Regions from separate parts of the Zea mays genome. Here all the other regions are linked to region 1. A link is a contact called in public Hi-C data. All regions are on one chromosome and are shown on one strand. Each heading gives the region's core, a stretch centred on a gene start, on an enhancer-like site or on the middle of the called end of the contact. The rest is flanking DNA. Distances are from core to core; before and after follow the strand shown. Region 1 has its middle 3.6 kb from the start of TRNAE-CUC. Region 2 has its middle 45 kb from the start of LOC100191730. Region 3 holds the start of LOC100191730 (IAA-amino acid hydrolase ILR1-like 6).

The links. A called contact is a pair of places that touch in the nucleus more often than the background predicts.
Region 2: a contact with region 1 is called in a Hi-C map of bundle sheath, with 3 times the contacts expected there. The contact joins two enhancer-like sites. A contact is called at or near these places in 5 of 25 Hi-C or Micro-C datasets (bundle sheath, ear, leaf and 1 more) and 1 of 3 datasets of contacts at active chromatin or transcription factors (leaf).
Region 3: a Hi-C map of leaf shows a contact between it and region 1, with 4 times the contacts expected there. The contact joins the promoter of LOC100191730 here to the enhancer-like site in region 1. A contact is called at or near these places in 10 of 25 Hi-C or Micro-C datasets (bundle sheath, ear, endosperm and 3 more) and 1 of 3 datasets of contacts at active chromatin or transcription factors (leaf).

The regions. Positions count from the first base shown.
Region 1 is chr5:53,191,426-53,194,990 of Zm-B73-REFERENCE-NAM-5.0, reverse strand. No RefSeq gene overlaps it. Among protein-coding and RNA genes, the nearest start is that of TRNAE-CUC, 3.6 kb to the right of the region's middle. Within about 2 kb of position 1,385, at least 8 of the 20 cell types and tissues checked have an H3K27ac peak or open chromatin away from gene starts, as enhancers often do. A contact at or near this core is called in bundle sheath and leaf, where this site is marked.
Region 2 is chr5:53,321,836-53,325,137 of Zm-B73-REFERENCE-NAM-5.0, reverse strand. No RefSeq gene overlaps it. Among protein-coding and RNA genes, the nearest start is that of LOC100191730, 45 kb to the left of the region's middle. Within about 2 kb of position 1,612, at least 14 of the 20 cell types and tissues checked have an H3K27ac peak or open chromatin away from gene starts, as enhancers often do. A contact at or near this core is called in bundle sheath and leaf, where this site is marked.
Region 3 is chr5:53,366,824-53,370,048 of Zm-B73-REFERENCE-NAM-5.0, reverse strand. LOC100191730 (IAA-amino acid hydrolase ILR1-like 6) reads right to left here and starts at 1,887. Exons shown (of 3, transcript NM_001399189.1): 1 at 1,231-1,887. The coding sequence starts at 1,707.

The DNA.
Region 1 (3,565 bases), core at 136-2,635:
ATGTCATGCTCACACCTCAGGTCGTCGTCACCTACTGCTGAACCACAAGCCTGCGTCCACCTCATCGAGCGCAAGGTTCTCCTCCACCTCAGCGAGGAAGAAAAGGAGGCCGGGGATCTCATCGCTGGGTGCTTGACACCGACACGACGAACCACATGATGGGGACGCGTGCAGTCTTCGCCGAGCTGAACACCAGCGTCACCGGCACCGTAAAATTTGGCGACGACTCGGTGGTCGACATCGAGGGCAAAGGCACCGTCCTCTTCGCATGCAAGACCGACGAGCACCATCGACTTGATGGGGTCTATTACATCCCACATCTCACCACCAACATCGTGAGCCTTGGCCAGATGGATGAGGACGGGTTCAAGGTCGACATCGAGCCCAGCATCCTATGCCTCTATGACCTGCAACGGCAGCTGTTGGCGAAGGTGCACCGTTCACCAAGCCGGCTCTACTTCCTCGACTTGAACGTTGTTGCCCCGGTGTGCCTCACCGCACGGGTCGGTGACATGGTGTGGCGCTGGCACGAGCGCTATGACCACCTCAACTTCCAAGCACAGTGCAACCTCAGGCGCGATGAGATGGTGAAGGGGCTGCTGGCGATCGACCACATCGAGTAGGTCTACGAGGACTGCGTACTGGTGAAGCAAAAGAGGACACCGTTTCTGTAGGCTGTCAAGTACCGGGCTGAGGAGGAGCTCGAACTTGTACATGGTGACCTCTGTGGTCCGATCTCGCCATCAACACCGGTCGGGAATGCCTACTTCCTTCTCCTGGTCGACGACATGAGCCGTTACATGTGGCTCACGCTGTTGCGCTCGAAGGCAGATGCACCGACAGCGATCATGGCATTCCAGGCGCATGTCGAGCGCGAAACCAGCAAGAAGACGAAGGTACTTCATACCGACAATGGTGGTGAGCTCACGTCTGTGCAGTTTGGCAAATACTATGCAGGAGAGGGGATTCATCAACACTTCTCGACGCCGTACTCGCCACGGCAAAACAGCGTTGTCGAGCGTCGAAACCAGATGGTTGTGAACACGGCAAGGAGCATCCTGCGTGCGTGTCGTATGCCGGGACATTTTTGGGGAGAGGCAGTGCACATCGCTATCTTCCTCCTAAACCAGGTGCCCACCAGCGCGCTTAATGGGCTGACACCGTACCATGCGTGGTACAAGAAGAAACCGCCCGTGCACTTCCTCAAGGTGTTCGGGTGCCTTGCCTACATCAAGAACCTGCATCCACACCTCAGCAAGCTTGATGACCGCGGGTAGAAAGTCGTCTTCATCAGCTATCAGGACAGGTCAAAGGCATACTGTTTCTACGACCCTATCACCAAGCCTGTTCATGTCTCACGCGACACCGTCTTTGATGAGGGCGCATGCTGGGATTGGGGAGAAGCGTCGACAGCGGACAGCGACGACTCCTTCACGATGGAGTATGACTATGACCCAAGGAGCCGGAGCCGCGTCGAGGTGGTTGTGCCCAGTTTGCCTTTGCCGGGCACACCGTACCGTCTTCACTGGGCGCACCACCTTCTACAAACGGACCTACGACGTCATCTGCACCAACCTCACCATCGCCTGCTCCACGAACCGAGACTCCACTACCAGCAACACCTGCTGCCGGGCCACGCATCGAGTTCGCAATGCCGCTCACCACTGACCTGAATTTTGAGGCTGATGAAGGGAGGAGGGAGCTCCAGTATCGGATGCTGGACAACATCCATAGCGTTGGTGCAGCACCCGGGCTGGTGCACCACGACGTCGAGGAGGCTGAACTACACACCGTGAGCATGGAGGAGCCCAGAACTTTGAAGGAGGCCGACAGTGATCCAAATTGGGTTGCCGCGATGGAGGACGAGTTGTCCTCGATCCGCGACAACAAGACGTGGTCGCTGGTTGAGCTCCCACGTGGTCACCACGCCATAGGACTCAAATGGGTGTACAAAGTGAAGTGTGATGAGAATGGCAACATTGTCAAGTACAAGGCCTGCCTCGTCGCCTAAGGCTACGTACAACAACCTGGCATCGACTTCGACGAGGTCTTCGCACCAATCGCTCGACTCGAATCTGTGCGACTGCTTCTTGCCATCGCTGCGCTCTATGGCTGGGGCGTTCACCATATGGACATGAAGTCAGCGTTCTTGAACGGTGAACTCCAGGAGGAGGTGTACGTTCAACAGCCCCCAGGGTTCGTCAATGGCAAGAACAAGCACAAGGTGCTTCGACTCCATAAGGCGTTGTACGGACTCCGTCAGGCTCCACAGGCCTAGAACCAGAAGCTAGACGCCTCGTTGATGGGGCTCGGCTTCGCTCGCTACATCAACGAACATGGGATGTATACCCGTGGAAAAGGAGTCGCGCGCTTGATCGTAGGCGTGTATGTCGACGATCTAATCATTACTGGAGGTGATGCAGGTGCAGTGAACAAGTTCAAGGTGCAGATGATGAACACATTCCGCATGAGTGACCTCGGCCTCTTGTCCTACTACCTTGGACTGGAGGTCACGCAAGGGCCTAATGGCATCACACTCCGGCGGAGCGCCTACGCAACAAGGATTCTTGAGAAGGCGGGGCTGGCTGGGTGTAACTCGAGTGCCACGCCCATGGAGATGAAGCTGAAGCTACTCAAGGATGGTGAAACACCGAGCGTGGACGCCACCGAATACCGCAGCTTGATCGGCAGCTTGAGGTACCTGTGCAACTCCAGGCCGAACCTAGCATATGCAGTAGGGTACCTCATCCGGTTCATGGAAGCGCCTGAGAAGAGCACCTCGTTGCTGTCAAACACATTTTTCGCTACGTGGCAGGTACGGTGCATTGGGGTCTGCACTATCATCTAGGAAGAAAGAATGAAGGCACTTCGAAGTTGCTGGGGTACTCCGATAATCTCACTGGTAACATCAACGATCAGAAGAGCACCAGCGGGCTCATTTTTTTCCTTGCAGGAGGACCGATTGCATGGCAGTCGGCAGAAGGTGGTTGCCTTGTCTTCATGGTAGGCAGAATACATCGCGGCTGCTGGAGCTGCGTGCGAGGCAGTTTGGTTGGCTCGATTGCTAGCTGAGCTCGTCGGAGGAGCGACCTAAGCTCAAGGTGGACAACAAGTCCGCCATCGCATTGATGAAGAATCATGTGCATCATGACCGGAGCAAACACATAGATGTGAAGTTCCATTTCATTCGGGAATGCTGCGACAGGAAGCTAATCGACGTTGAGTTCGTCGGGACTGAACAACAGCTGCTTAGAAAGGCGCTCGGGCGCATTCGCTTCCAGGAGCTCCGTCATGAGATCGGCATTGTAAAGTTAGCGTAGTCTTTAGGAGGAGATTGTTTGAATAAGTAAGGTAGAAATTACGGCATGGCCCAGGTTGTTGGGATGGCAACAATTGCTCACGATAATGCCGTGATTAGCTCAATCATTTGTTACCTTATACTACTGTATGTACCAGAAAAGCTGTGTCTTTCCAGCACCAAGTTCCTTTCTCGTGTCCAAACGCATACGTCTGTATTGCTTTCGTCCAGTGGCCAGATTTCCAACATGGTCACCTTGCAAGGTGA
Region 2 (3,302 bases), core at 363-2,862, 130 kb before region 1:
AAAAATAAAAGGCCTATATGTCGAGTCCTAATCCTAACACAGGAATATGGGAATAGTTTTTTTTCTTCATGTGCTTTTGTATAAAATCAAATTGGTGAGACTACAAAATTCATGTATTGATTTATATAATAATCCTGCATTCCAAATAGGCCATCGTGCGTTTTTTTCCACTTAACCATCGTGCAAAGGTTGAACGACACTAGCCACCAATAGAATTACAGTTTCAAAGCTTGGATCTTAATTCCTTCAAGTCTATCAGAAGTGTCGGTGATGTGATTTATTTAACGTTTCTTCTTTTTGAACTAGAAAGTTTATATATAACACACATTTGAATTTCGTCAAAATAGTAACTATGCTGGCACAGATTTTTAAAATGTCTAGTTTCCAATATAAATCAGCGCACGTTTCATCATCTAGTCCTAGGAACAATAATGTGGACAAAAAAAAAACAAATCAGTGACAAAATAAAAAGTATTGAACGCCAAATCATGGGACTTGAACCTATGACCATAAGGTTAAGAGTCCTACACTATACCAACTGAGCTAGACAGACTTTATGATTATATAACCAAGCTCGGCGCCATAGATCTTGGCGCCGAGCTCGGTACCACATCGGCGCCACGGAGTTCGGGTTGTGCCAACGCAGCACGTACCTCGGCGCCATAGCCTATGGCGCCGAGCTGTGTTACCTCGGCGCCATAGGTTATGGCGCCGAGCAAAGGGTCCAAAAATGACATTAAAATTTTTTAGGGTCCAAACGTGATATTGTTTTCGATGAAGGGTTAAAATGCAAAAAATTCGGGTGTGACAACCCTACTGATTCCGGCGCGCGCCATTTATTATTATGTCTAATCAGTTCGCATCATCTGATTTAACTTTTTATTTTAGTACTTCTCATTTTGTCATGATTTCTATTCGAAATTTAATCTAGAATTTGTCTAATTATTCAACAGTTACTCCGATCCAACTCGGCAGTTTGGCGTGCTCCCGAGCGTTTGCATCGCTGGGTGAGTCGATGGGTTCGCCACCCATGCCACCCGTTATCCTCTTCCTCCTCTCCATCGGTGGGTGCGTGCGCGGCGCGCCACAGCAAGGTTGACGACGACACGACGGGATCCGGAAGGACGGCGGCGCCGTCCGGACCGGTTCGGGAAGTCGCCTCTCGATCCGTCGCCGCACCACAAGGAGCACATTCACCACGCGGCGAAATGGAATGCGGATGAATGGATGATATGTTTATAGATAAATAAATAATAAATAAATAAAGAAAGGAACTCTGAAAAGGGCATCCCCAACCGCCGCTTAGATAGCTGCGCGCGCGCGCCAATGGTAGCGACGGGTCGGCGGCCACTATTTACTAGTATTAATTGGTCGGCACTGGAGCTGATCACGGCCGCCGCCGTCGCCGTCGGCAGTCATGCGCGTACTTGTCCGGCGTCTCTCTCGCACCTCCGTGGACGGACGACAGAGAATCCGGCCGGCGGGTGCTCCGTGGCCATGGGTTGACTGGGTGGATAGGCTGGCCGCGGCCAGGCGGCGGCAGGCAGGCGGGGGCGCTTGAGCTGTGTCTGTGACTCCCCTCTGATCCTGACACACCACCCCACACCACACGCCAGCAGGTACGCAGTGCACGAGAGAGAAGGGGATCATATTTTACACTGCGCCGTCAATAGAGAAGAGAGCGGCCAAACCGGCCGACGAGCGAGCGAGCGAGCAGGGTGGCCAGCATCTTTTCCTTCCGTGGATTACTAATTATGCACAACTTTGCAGAGGTCAGTAAAGGCCCGTTTGTTTCTATTAGTCCTAAGACTAAAGTTTATTCTAGGGACTAAATTTTAATCTGTATCATGTTTGGTTGTAGGGACTAAACAGACTCTAAATACATTAAATACAGCACATAAAAACTAAAATGTCCTTTTTTTGTTTGACACCCTTTTCTAGAAAGGGTAATTAGAGTAAATGTTGCCCTTTAGTCCCTTTTTAGTACCCATGTGAGGGACTAAAGACTAAAGCCAATTAGTTCCTACTTTAGTCCTTCCGTTTGGTAAAATACAGACTAAACAGTACTAAAAACTAGGGACTAAAGATTAGTCTCTCTAACCAAACGGGGACTAAGTACGGATCGTTTTTTTAAGAAGCAAGTTGAGAAAACTGCTTATTTTATTATTCCAAGGGCGAGTTGCCTTTAAAACTGATCAGCGGGCCTTAATACTCAGCAAATTTTTTTTTGGTTTTTACCAATATCCTGCCAGTCCTTGTTGCGTTTCTTCAGTAGAACAAGGTTTTGTACTGAAATACTGAGCACTCTGGCATGAAAAAAAAAAGAATTATGCACTTGCTTACCTTTCTCTTTATTACCAGCAAACAGAGGTTGAAAGCTATGTCCTTTTTTTTTTTTGGTTTCACTTCGATGGACAAAGAAAGATGCCCTGTTTAGCCGCGATTATAATTCTGGTTGCGGAATCAGCTACGGGTCATGCATATATTGATCTGGACGCCCTCATTAAATCTCATGAAAGATTGTATTCGGCCTCCCACCAAATGGCTCATTTCATTTTTTTGTAAATGTGTACAAATGAACAAGCCATAGATTTGGTGTTCGGTGGCAGCCAATCTTAGCTAAAAGTCACTTATCAAGGATGAGCTGGGTTCGTTCAACAATTCTCCCTTATAATTTTATATACAAGAAGGTCCATACATCCCCTTAGACAAGTGCTTGGTTTTGTGGTAGAATATCATAAGTTTCCTGGACAGATTTCTACGGGACTAGATAATCTAAGGCTTGCTTTTGGTGACATTATTTCATCTGACGGGTCCTCTAAAATGTTAGCACTCAAAGGTAAGATGTGTGAAGCACTCATCAGCACAATGCTTTTCGTGGATGCTTACACGATGTGCATGAGCACAACGCTGGCTGCTATGGTGGACATTCACAAGACGTGCATTCACAAAGAGAAACAGGATACGCTTATTAGCGTTGCTGGTGTGGGAACACTTAAAAGGATATAATGCTAAGTGCTCTTTTGGTCTGTCTCTAGCTAACAACTACCCCATTACATCATCTACTATTTTAAATTTCACTTCACAAATAGTACCATCTACGGTACAAATCCCCTACGGCTACTTTACACGATTCACGGCGGACAGTCTTAATGCTCAAAAGGTATCCATTAATCAGGAAAAATGTTAATTGAAAAGGTTTGGGGTTCATGCTTCTTGCTGTCGAAACTGTACAACGTGTTACTAACTATTTTTCCCATTCACTTCAGCATGAGACCTGGAAGTGCCCCAACCACCTGCTA
Region 3 (3,225 bases), core at 638-3,137, 170 kb before region 1:
AAGTGTAGTGTTGTGTAGGTGGTGGGGCTAGAACAAAGGACGATCACGTTTTTTTCCTCTCTCTCAAGAAGGGAAGCATGCATGAGGCACCCGTGCGCTGTCTGTCTGTCCTCCTCCTCCAGGTGGTGGCCGACGCGGCGCCCGCAACTACCCGACCCCAAGCCGAAGCGAAAGGACCAGCAGTTTTGCGTTGCACGTTGGAGCACCCAGCCCTGCTGAGTACTCTGCAAATCCCTACACACCCTTTTCTTCTTTTTAGTAATAAACCAAATAATAGTACTCCGTTTCATAAATGGGCGAGAAAGTTGCTAGAATATAATATAAGTGAATTGTCCATATCATCCTATTAGTTTAAGCTTTAGTTAAATTGGTTGGTGCATGCAACTTAATATAGTATAAATACTAGAAAAATAATAATTATTGTTCGCTCCTATATTCTACGCCAAATATCTAAAAGAGACTCGACGTGAGCAGGATTGTTAAAATATAATATAAATGAATTATTCAGCTCCCATCACCTTAAGTTTTTTAGGTTAAATTGGTTGGTGAATGCAACTTAATAAAAGTAATCATGGTGCGTTGCTAACCTAAGTATCGTGGTACATTAGCACAGTGCAAGTTTGTTCTGAATATAGGAGTATTTAGGAGGTGTTTGGCTTGAAAAAAAACTAATCCATTATAGATAAGGTGGTACATCATGAGTTTATTTCAAAAGCAAATTGGTGGAATGAATGTATTCCTCGTATTATTAATAATTATTAATCTACGAGAAATGAAATAACGATGGATCAACACATTTAATTTCACAAACCAAACAAGAAAGTGAGAGTAAAAAAGACGACGGACTACCTCTTTCCTTTTCCTTAAACCAAACATATTAATAAACCAAAAACCATGGTGTGCGCCATCTCATCTCATCCAACGCACAGAGGGCGGCCGGTGTGTCTGTGTGTTATAGCAACCGCATGAGCTGAATTGTGCAGGGATTTCGTGGCTCGCGTGGGGGACCATTTGAATCGTCAAGGAAATAATTGTTTTGCCGCGCCTCCGAATGACGTCTCTTCTTCTCGCCCGTCTCAGATTTCGAAAAACGGGTTCGAATCAGACGAAGAGAGATCGAGAATACTAGTTCGTTGAAGGGTTGCTACGCGCATGGGGGTGGTGAGCATCACGAACGTACGTACGTCCATGCCGGCACACGCTGACACGCACGCACGCACGCGCACGTACCTGGATGGGCAGCGCGTCCATGTCGGCCCGGAGCGCGACGACGGGCGGGCGGCCGGTGCCGAGCGTGGCGACGACGCCGGTGCGCGCGACGGGGTGGCGGAACCCGACGCCCAGCGCGCCCAGCTCGTCGCGGACCAGGCGGCTGGTCTCCACCTCCTCGTACGCCAGCTCGGGGCGCTCGTGGATCCGGCGCCGCACCGAGCGCAGCCACGCCGCCAGCTCGGGCCGCCCCGCCAGCCCCGCGATCTCCTCCCTCCACGGCGCCCCCACGCCGTAGCGCTGGCGCCGGTGCTGGTGCCTCCCGCTCGCGTTCGCGGTCGCGGCGCCCTTCCCCCCGCCGCCGCGCATCATCGCGCGCTCCACGGCGCCCAGGATCGCGTCCTCCTCCAGGAACGCCGCGCCGGCGGCGCCCGTCACGGGGATCACCGCCAGCGCCAGCAGCAGCAGCAGCAGCGCCGCGTGGCCGCCGCGGTCCATGGCCGTATGAGACTGGCGAAGCGATGGGCGCCTGGGCTGAGGTGCTGCGCCGGAGCAGGCTGGTGCTGGAGCGGCAGCGGCGGCAAAATGGAGGGAGGTGGAGGAATGGCGGGGATTAAATTGCGCGGCCAGGCCGGGCGACGGCAGTGGCTGATTTTTTTTCCGCGCGTCGTCTAGGTGGGGGCTCTCCCTGTCTGCGGCTGCCAGTGTCACCTTTCCGATTCAATTCGGCTCGTGGCGGAATCATTGTAAACCACTCGACCCTACTGGCATTATTAGCGCCGGGACGGGCCCGCGCTGACAGTGACGCATCAGTGGGCGACGCCTAGTGGTAACGCCTGTGACGCCCCTCCCTGATAGATTTGTGTAGCGTCCCATGTTGCGACCAACCGTCAGCATTCATCCAGTGGCATTCTGCTGTCGTGTAGTAATCTTGTAGTAGGGTACTTGGTACTCAGCTCAACTCAGGCCTTTTTTTTCTTGTGGGAGCTGTCAGAATTCCAGTGATACTAATCCAGTAACACTAATCAATAATCATGGTAGCGTTTTTTTCTAATAATATCCAAAAAGAAATGTTCGTCTCGGCAAAAGAAAAGCACAGCGCCAGGTGCAGCAGGCCACGGACGGTCTGGATTTGTTGCTCTGAGCGGCCGTAAGCCTGCAACTGCTGCGAATGACGGAGGCAGGTGACGTGTTTTTTTTTTTTTGAAAGCTCGGGTCACAGGTGACTAGGTGAGGCAAGCGGATGATGTAGGCGGTGGCGCAGGCAGGCGCAGCACAGCTCGGCGTGCACTGACGGCTTTTCAGCATTCAAGCCTGATGAATACTCAATTCTCAAGTACAGTGCGGTGCGGTGTGGAGGCCACGAATGTCTCGCGACGGTGGGTTTATTCGGTTATTTTGGATGCACATCGATTGGAGGGAATTAATATGAATCAGAAAGATTTTTAATTTAATAAAGATTAAAATTCTCTCAATCCCTCTCAATTCATATGGATTGAAGTAGAACCGAACAAACCCGAAATAGTTTTTAAGGGGTAGTTTAGAAAACTTGATTTTTTTTCAAGCAATTTTTATTTTTTTTCAAAATAAAATAAACTAATTTTTTTCTGAAAAATGAAAATCCTATGAAAAAATTTAGGTTTCCAAACTAGTTTTAGAGTGCGTTCGTTTGTTCAGGATTGAGGCTAGGAATGATTCCACGTGATCAACGCTTATACAAATTAGGTAAACATTTCTGGTTAGATTGGTTCTAGGTTATAATTCCAGAACAAACAAACGAACACACCCTTAAGAGATTCATTGTTAATAACATAATCGTCTGCGTTCTTTCTTTCTGGCGGTAAAACATATACAGGCAAGCCAAGTTTTCTGATACTTAGTGTTTCCTGCCATAAATTTGCCAACACCGTTTATTTGTCTTGATAATTATTTGTCTTGATAAATGCATCCAACTCATGCTTTTTCTCTGGAATCCTGTGTCAAATAGATACTAGTAATATTTTTATAGATGAATTT